Linked DNA regions of Mus musculus: region 1 is linked to region 2. A link is a contact called in public Micro-C data. All regions are on one chromosome and are shown on one strand. Each heading gives the region's core, a stretch centred on a gene start, on an enhancer-like site or on the middle of the called end of the contact. The rest is flanking DNA. Distances are from core to core; before and after follow the strand shown. Region 1 holds the start of Appl1 (adaptor protein, phosphotyrosine interaction, PH domain and leucine zipper containing 1). Region 2 overlaps Asb14 (ankyrin repeat and SOCS box-containing 14).

Region 1 (4,360 bases), core at 1,298-3,797, 59 kb before region 2:
GCTTGGCGAGGATTTCTTGCCCCTTTAAGATAAGAGCATCTTGAGAGCACTCTACAGAACAGTTCAGAAAGACAACAAAGAGAATTATTTAATTTGATGATAAATAGAGTCTCTCCTTCTCCCTCTCCCTCTCCCTCTCCCTCTCCCTCTCCCTCTCCCTCTCCCTCTCCCTCTCCCTCTTCCTCCCTTTTGGGTTGACCAAGCTGCTGGTTAATTCCTCTTGTTACACCACCACCAGTGTGTTTCTCATTCTTTGCTAATTATCATTCCTAATTATTGTTAATTATCCTTATCCTCTTTTTCTTTCCTTTTACAAATTACAGGTTAATCAAGAAGGTCACTATCTTGAAAGCTTTCTCTTCTTCCTTCTCTATCCCCCTCTCCCCATCTCTCTCTGGCACAGACTCTCACTGTGTAGTCCTGGTCTCTCTCTCTCACTGTGTAGTCCTGGTCTGTCTCACTGAGTAACCCTGGTCTGTCTCCCTGAGTAGTTCTGGTCTGTCTCTTTGTGCAGTCCTGGTCTGTCTCCCTGAGTAACCCTGGTCTGTCTCACTGTGTAGTCCTGGCTGGTCTTCTAGACTAGGTGGCTTTCAGCTTGCAAGGATCCTTGAACCTCTGCCTCCTGAATGCTGGGAATATGGACATGTGTCAACACACCTTACTTGAAAGTTTTGCCTCTTTACAGCCAGGTGCATTGTGCTCGTAGTAGCTGAGTAAGAAAGAAATATCAAGAATAAAATACCTGCCAGGGAGTGGTGGTGCATGCCTTTAATCCCAGCACTTGGGAGGCAGAGGCAGGCAGATTTCTGATTTCAAGGCCAGCCTGGTCTACAGAGTTTGTTCTAGGACAGCCAGGGCTATGCAGAGAAACCCTGTCTTGAAAAAAACCAAAAAAACCAAACAACAACAACAACAAAGAAGAAGAAGAAAGGAAGGAAGGAAGGAAGGAAGGAAGGAAGGAAGAAAGAAAGAAAGAAAGAAAGAAAATACCCATAATACAAGTGGGAACCTTTCATACAACAGAAGAATTGGCTCCAAACCATCTTTCTTCAAAACTAAAGATCTCTTCAGGAGGGTGACTATTTGATAGAGAATTTAAGGAATGGATTCGCATAAAATGGCTATACCACTGAAGGTAATTCCGTGGAACTATAATTCAAGTCTACCATAAAACGTCTGAAATGGGGCTGGTGAGATGGCTCAGTGGGTAAGAGCTCTTCCAAAGGTCTGGAGTTCAAATCCCAGCAACCACATGGTGGCTCAAAACCATCCGAATCAAGATCTGACTCCCTCTTCTGGAGTGTCTGAAGGCTGCTACAGTGTACTTACATATAATAAGTAAATAAATCTTAAAAAAAAAAAAAAAACTTCTGAAACAAAGTTTTTATCTTTCAAGAGACCATGGGGAAAATCTGGTAAACTCACAGCTTCCTCTTCATTACCATATTTGGATTTGCTCCAGTGTCTGGATTTGGGTCGAAGCAGCTGGAGAAGCAGGAAGCTAATACTCTTCTCCCAGCTTATCGTACTCTTTGAATGACAGTGGAATGGACTAGTGGACTAATGGGTAGATTTTTTTGGGAGATATTAATGATTTTGCCAATTTTTTTGCATATCGGTAAACTCACTGTACAACACTTCAGAGAAATAACGTGTGAAGCTGGAGAAAAGGGTGCATCAAGGCTGAATCCATAAAACACAACACAACAAAACAGTGTTAGCCTAGTCCTTACATGTCAAATCTCCAACTGTGTGAGCTTCACTCTACAGTCAAGGAGACCAGAGAAGTTCTTTGAGTCCTGCCAAACCTGACAATCGGTTTGCGAGAGAAGCCCTTTAATGACGGAAGGAAGTCCTCCGATAAATGTATCTTTAAATTTTTTTATTAAAAAAAAGTTTTCCTTTGTGATATACAAGAAATATAGTGGTCGTATTTTCAGCAATGACAAACTTGAAGACGAGGTAAGAACTAATGATTTGTCAACAAAATCAAGGGTTTTAAACTGATGCCGATAGGCAGGTGTCCAGGAGAAAAAAAAAAGTTTAGGGTCTACTACTCCAAATTAACTGTAAACCCCGTTAATGACACAATTTCGGATTCCACAGATTTGTGAGTTAACGCTCTTTGCAGGAGATAAGATTGAAAACTTGGAGCAGGGTTGGGAAGGTTATGACGCTAGGTGTAGGGATTTTTTTTCTTTGGTTGCTGACGAAATATGGTGCAGAAGTAAAACTGCCTCAGGTCCCCTCCGGCGGTCTTCACTCCGGGCTCAGGTTAGCTGTGCGCTAGCGTGACTCAGACAGCCCCCTACGTATTCAACTACGCGCGCCCGACGACGGAGGTCGACATCCCCACACTGCTCGGCCCGCACGGCCACTGCTCTGGTAGAGAACCCGCGGTCGGGGAGGAATTCCCGGTCAGCCCCGTAGCGGTGACAGACGTCGCGGCGAGCCAATGGGTGAGCTGGAGGCGGGGCTAGTGGGCCTAGGGGGGGCGGGATTTCCCGCGCGGCGGCCGCTGAGCTCTGGGCTGGGGCGGCGGCGCCTGCGAGAGGGCGGGCCGGGTCAGCTGCAGCAGGCGGGGCCACGCGCGGAGCTGTGGGCGGCTGCCGAGTGTCCTGCCGCCGCCCAGCCTTCGCCACGATGCCGGGGATCGACAAGCTGCCCATTGAAGAGACCCTGGAGGACAGTCCGCAGGTGAGGCGCGAGCGGCGGCTGAGGAGAGCGCGCGGCCTAGCGCGGGCCTGGAGCCTCAGGTGCCCGTGGCCCAGGTGGGCGCCGCCGCCCGGGGTCGCTGTCTGCCGGGGCCGCGCCCTACACTCCCGGGCCGGGCTGGAGGCCCGCGCGTACTCGCGCGGCTGGGCCACGGGCGGCCCGGAGACCGAGCGGCCGTCACTGTCTCCCGTGGGGCCTGGCGTTTGAGTCCGCGCCGAGTCGCCTTTGCATTTCACGGGAGGTGCTGTTTTTATCGCGATGATAGGATGTGAGATAAGTCCTGTTCGTGGCGTTTTCGGAGGAGGCCCGGCATTCGGGGGGACGGCAGTGGCTAGTTTTCTTAGGAAGGGTCTGCGAGGCGGAGTGTGCAACGCCGGTGGAAGCAGGAGTGCGTGCCTTGCTCCCCGTGCTGTGTCGGTGCCCGAGTCTCAGGCTGGTGGCTGTCACTTGAGCTGTGCACTGCGGGTGACGGAAGGCGCCTACGCTGCTTCGAGGAGGCTGAGCTTTGGGTAGCAGATTGGCCCGAATAAACTCATCAAAATGAAAGCCCTGTTTTTGTGCGTTAGGGATGATGCTGGTGTGGTTGCTCTGGCTGAAGACAGTTTGGGAAAAATAAAACGATTCGTTGGATTTCTTTTTCAGTACTTAATGACATCAATTGTGTTTTAAAAGGTGTTGGAGCCTCTAACTTGTGTAAACTTCATCTTTACGCCAGCCTTTATGTATAGTAAGGGATATAAAACAGTGTTGCAGGTAGATTTTTAAAAATATTGCTTGCTGAGAAGTACATACTTCATAGGCATTTGTAGTTTAATAAGTGGCCCTCCAACCAAAAAGAGGAAAAGAGAAGAGCTAGCGCTTGTTTTCCTGGATGGCACTTTTGTCATGGATTTTGTGCCAATTTTTATTTCAAAGTTAGAATTGTGCTCTGATTGTAGAATTGATTTATTCTTTTCTCTGAAGGCAATCTTTATAGGCCAGTTGCTAGGAGGTAATGTACTCTTATCAGATAATGTGAGAAAGAGAAAGCCACATATTTGTTTATCTCGTAGTTTAAATTGTGCGTAATGATTTTTTCAGTGTAAAGCCTTAAGATATATTTATTTCAGATGATTTGCTACAATTTTGTGGTTGTGTTAGTCAGAAGAATTTTATCATTTTTCTTTTTTTTAAGTTAAGACTCAGTATACTGTCTGAACTTCTTTTACCCAGCTGACTTTTTATAGCCCAATAAAGACTATAAAGAGAATGGGTCACACAGTGCCCTATCTATGATTTTCCATGTAGAGATAGTCCTGCATTTTCAGTATAAGTAGTTTACAACTTGAGTCAGACTCATTCTGTAGCTCAGACTAGCCTCAAACATGAGCTTCCTCCTGCCTCTGTCTGCTGAGTACTTACTGCAAAGCTTGAACCATAAGTATTTTCGGTTGTTATTGTTGTTGTCTTTTAATTTAAAATTTGTTTTTAGGTGTAAGGGTGTTCCATTTGTGTTTAACAGAGATTAGAAGAGGGTGTTGAATCCCCTGGAACTGGAGTTACTGATGGTTGTGAGCCATGATGTGTTGGAAATTGAACCTGGATTCTCTAGAAGAGCAGTCAATGTCTTAATTACTGATTTATCTCTCCAGCCCATTTTTAAATT
Region 2 (4,203 bases), core at 251-2,750:
TGTGGCGGTCTCTGCTCATTATGTGTGTGTGTGTGTGTGGTGTGTGTGTGTGTGTGTGTGTGTGTGGTGTGTGTGTGTGTCTGTGTGTGTGTGTGTGGCGGTCTCTGCTCATCATGTGTGTGTGTGTGTGTGTGTGTGTGTGTGATGTGTGTGTGTCTGTGTGTGTGTGTGTGTGTGTGTGATGTGTGTGTGTCTGTGTGTGTGTGTGTGTGTGTGTGTGTGTGTGTGTGTGTGTGTGGCGGTCTCTGCTCATCAGAAGGATGGATGGCCAGAGGAATGGGCTGATCAGATCTGAGAGCTAGAAAACATAATAAAAGAAACCCAGTGATCACTGGTATGGAGAACTTAGACACATTTTAGATAAATGAATCATACAAAGAAAAAGTAGCCAGAGTGCAAGACTATCAGAGCTTTTCCAAGGGCACATCATGCCGATTGTTACAGTTCTAACGCTACAAGACAATAAATGCTTAGGGAATAATGCCAGTACTGTAGGCTTACCATAGTATCTTTAATAACTGTAGATGTCCAGCCTTCAAAAGTACAAAACCGATGAACCCTTTCTCCATGAGGACAATCAAAACATCGCTCAGTGTCATAGCCATAATTCAACAGCATCCTGAGCATGACTTCATCTTTCAATGTGTATTGTAGCGCTGATGGGAAATGCAAAGGGTTAACGCGGCAGAAGTAGTTGACGTTGGCCCCGTGCCTCAGTAATAGACTTATGAGCTCATAGTTGCCCATCCTAAGAGCTATCTGTAGGCAGTTGACTGGGTCTTGATTGGGTAGAGCTCCAGCACTCAGAAGCAGCTTAACTGAAGGGAGGTCACCGTTTGAAACAGCAAAATACAAGGCTGACTTCCGTTGATCATCATAATGTTTACGGATTCTCTGATCCAGCATGAAATTCACATCAAATCCAGCCTGAATGAGAAGTTCCAGGCAGTGGGGGTGCGCCCCAGCTGCTGCGCAGTGAACCGGACTGATCCCGCTCTTCTTGATGGCTGCGATGTCTGTGACTGGGACCAATACCTTTAGAGCTCTGAGGAAGAATTTCAAAGTGCACTTTAGGTTGTTACGGTGCAGAGTTAACCTGCTTATGATACTGTTATCCCTACACTGAGTGCTATGTTAATCAGCCAGTATTTAAGACCTAACGGAAGTGAGAGTTCCTTCGTTAAGAAACTCAGATGTCAAGTAAAATTTAGAAGAACCACTCTTTTAGGTTAAAAACTCTGAATTAGCGGCAGTCATCTGAGACCCAAGGCTTTCTATATTTCGAAAGCAGTTCTTTAAAAACAAAACGAAACAACAACAACAACAACAACAAAAAAACCTGGTTACTACAATTTCCTGTTATTTACAATTACAGAATTTAACTTACAGGAAATGGCCTTTGTCAGCTGCCACGTGGATGGGCAGGTGGCCTGAACTCTTAGGAATGTTGGCATCAGCTCCATACTCTAACAACAGACTCACAGCTTCCGGATTCCCTCCTCTAACAGCTTCAAGTAACACAGAGGACGAGTCAGAGGCCTGACTGTGAACGTCAGCTCCTGGAAAGAAGCAGTCTCATTAGGCAAAGATTCTTTTCACTATATCACTTAAGCAATCTTAATGTCTGCTGAAAAGCAGTTAGGGGCTGGAGAGAGGGCTTAGCAGTTAAGAGCAATTGTTGCTCTTCCAAAGGACCAGGGTTTGATTCCCAGCAACCACATTGTAGTTCACAACCATCAGTAACTCAACCTGTCCTCAATTTTACCTAGGAAGAATTAGGGTCTTTTACTATAAACAGACTCTTGTGGGGCAATGGGCTACGCACAGACAGCCTGGTTTCCAGTCGAGGCTAGATCTTGAACCCCAGGCCCCGGTAGTGATAAATCACTTACATGGGACGGAAGGAGTTCTCTCATGTCTTCTGGACCCTGGCTCCTGTCGAGCTACCGCCCCCACAGCCCCCCACAGGAGAGGCGTGGCTATCAGCCCCTTAACGAACAGGACCAAGCCCTCTCACATGCAAATAAGGTTTCCCCCAAACTCTCAGCCCAAGCCAATGAGAGGGGCTTGCTGTCAAACTCTAAATCACTGCCAGGACTGTATATAGGAGAGCCATGCAGAGAGTAAAAGGAATGCGAGAACTATTCCTTTGTCTGGCGCTTTTGTTCCAAGAGGTGTAACACTTGGGAAGAGATCTTCTCTCCCGAAGAGCTGCGCCCAAGTTCCGCCTCATTCCTCACTGGATTGTTGGCTTTTCACTGATCCAGGCTCTGAGTTACCTGGAAGGCGTAGCAGAGGCTTCGTCTATCTCCCTGCCTGCACTCATTTCCCTCACTGGGGCTTTCCCACCCGGCCTGGATAGAGGTCTCCGTGGAAAACTTCTGGTACCTAGGCCCACAGTCTCTAATAACTTAAAAATTACAAATGTCCCCTTTCATCAAAGTACTGTTAAAAGACATGGTAAATATATAGTTGCTTCTTAATGCCACTCTCCATGCAAGTGAGTTATGGATTAGGGTGGCTTATATAAGACAGCCTAGAAAGAAAGCTGCCTTTTACCAAGTATTCTTACTGGAGTCCCAAGTGCCAAATGACATACTAAACTACACTGAAAGCCAACCGAACCGTTATTTAGAAACTACTTTTATCCCGTGGTTTTCTTCCCCAACTAGTTGATGTAGATAACACGAGAAAAGGGAGCCATATTTTATATCACCTTTGATTCTTAGTACTTTACTATCACAGGTGCTAATTGTTTTGTTTTTATATTTATTTATGCATATGAGTGTTCTGCATGTCATGTGCATCTCATGCATGTATGGTGCTCACAGAGGTCTGAAGAGGGCATCGAATCCCCTGAAACTGTAGTTACTGATGGTTGTGACTGGGACCAAATCCTGGTCCTCTGCAAGAACAATAATTGCTTGTAACTGCTGAACCATCTGTCCAGCCCCTAACTTTGATAGCTACAAGGATAAGTGTACCCATGTTTGTAGGGTAAGTGCCCTCCAGATCTAGGGCAGCAACTGGGAGGGGAGCGGGAAGGTGAAGAAAAGAAAGAAGTCTACATCAATGTCTCAGGGAAGCCGAGCACATCTGAGCATCTTTATATCTCAATGGAAGGATGTGCCTTTACTTTAGAACAGACTCCTTATCACAAGGGCTGCACAAGACCCGCGTTCCTAGAATGCACTAAGCAATCTAATAAATGGTTTTTGAGTGTTAACAATGTCCCAGTCCCTTTATCTGTGTAAAAATTTCTAAACTTGGGACTAGAGAGAGAGCAGTGGTTAAAGCGCTTGCTGCTCTTCCAGAAGACTGGAATTCAGTTTCCAGTACCAGGTTGGGTGGCTCACAGCCACTTTTAATTCTAGTTGTGGGGGTCCAGTGCTGTCTTTCCAGTCTTCTTTGACACTTACGGCATATACACACATAGAGAGAGACACATGTAATTAAAAAGAAATTCTCAGCCAGGCATTGGGTGGTGGAGACATGTGGATCTCTGGATTTGGGGCCAACCTGGTCTATATGGCAAGTTCCTGGACAGCAAGAGCTACATAAAGAGATTCTGTCTCAAAATCAAAGATAAACAAAAGTAAAGAATTTCTAACTTCACCACCAACCTCAGAAGCAGGTTCTCACTTAAAGGTGACACAACTCAGGTCTTCTGGGTTAACTCCCCCAAAGGCACACAGCTAATAGACAATAAAGGCAATTAAGACATGTGTGCACCTCTCCAGACCCAAGCTTACTTTTGTTTGTTTGGTTTTTGTTTTTTGAGACATTTTTTTTTAATTTGGTTTTTTTCAAGACAGAGTTTCTCTGTGTAGCCCTGGCTGTCCTAGAACTCATTCTGTAGACCAGGCTGGCCTCGAACTCAGAAATCCGCCTGCCTCTGCCTCCCGAGTGCTGGGATTACAGGTGTGTGCCACCACGCCTGGCTAGAGACATGGTTTTTCTGCGTAATAGCCGTGGCTGTCCTGGAACTAGCTCTGTAGACAAGGCTGGCCTCGAACTCACAGAGATCTGCTTACCTCTGCCTCCCAAGTGCTGGAATTAAAGGTGAGGGCCACCACACCACATAGCTGCTGTGATCACACAGGGTAGCAAAACAATGTGATTTAGAGTCAGATATGACTTCAAATCCTGGCTCACTGGCAAATGAGGGCTCAACCTGCTCAACCAGCAAATGCTAGTTCCCCT

What was found. A called contact is a pair of places that touch in the nucleus more often than the background predicts.
Region 1: a contact with region 2 is called in a Micro-C map of muscle stem cells, with 2.2 times the contacts expected there. The contact joins the promoter of Appl1 here to the enhancer-like site in region 2. A contact is called at or near these places in 6 of 484 Hi-C or Micro-C datasets (the AML12 cell line, B cells, Sertoli cells and 3 more), 3 of 115 datasets of contacts at active chromatin or transcription factors (bone marrow-derived macrophages and embryonic stem cells) and 3 of 9 other capture datasets (adipose tissue, liver and pancreatic islet).

What each region holds. Positions count from the first base shown.
Region 1 is chr14:26,968,738-26,973,097 of GRCm38.p6, reverse strand. It overlaps Appl1 (adaptor protein, phosphotyrosine interaction, PH domain and leucine zipper containing 1), which reads left to right and starts at 2,547. Exons shown (of 22, transcript NM_145221.2): 1 at 2,547-2,697. The coding sequence starts at 2,644. Gm41114 (a long non-coding RNA gene) reads left to right here and starts at 4,290. Exons shown (of 2, transcript XR_874477.1): 1 at 4,290-4,360.
Region 2 is chr14:26,908,653-26,912,855 of GRCm38.p6, reverse strand. It overlaps Asb14 (ankyrin repeat and SOCS box-containing 14), which reads right to left. Exons shown (of 10, transcript NM_001170748.2): 7 at 1,388-1,559; 8 at 502-1,045. Among named protein-coding and RNA genes, the nearest start is that of Asb14, 16 kb to the right of the region's middle. Within about 2 kb of position 1,500, at least 19 of the 459 cell types and tissues checked have an H3K27ac peak or open chromatin away from gene starts, as enhancers often do. A contact at or near this core is called in adipose tissue, muscle stem cells and pachytene spermatocytes, where this site is marked.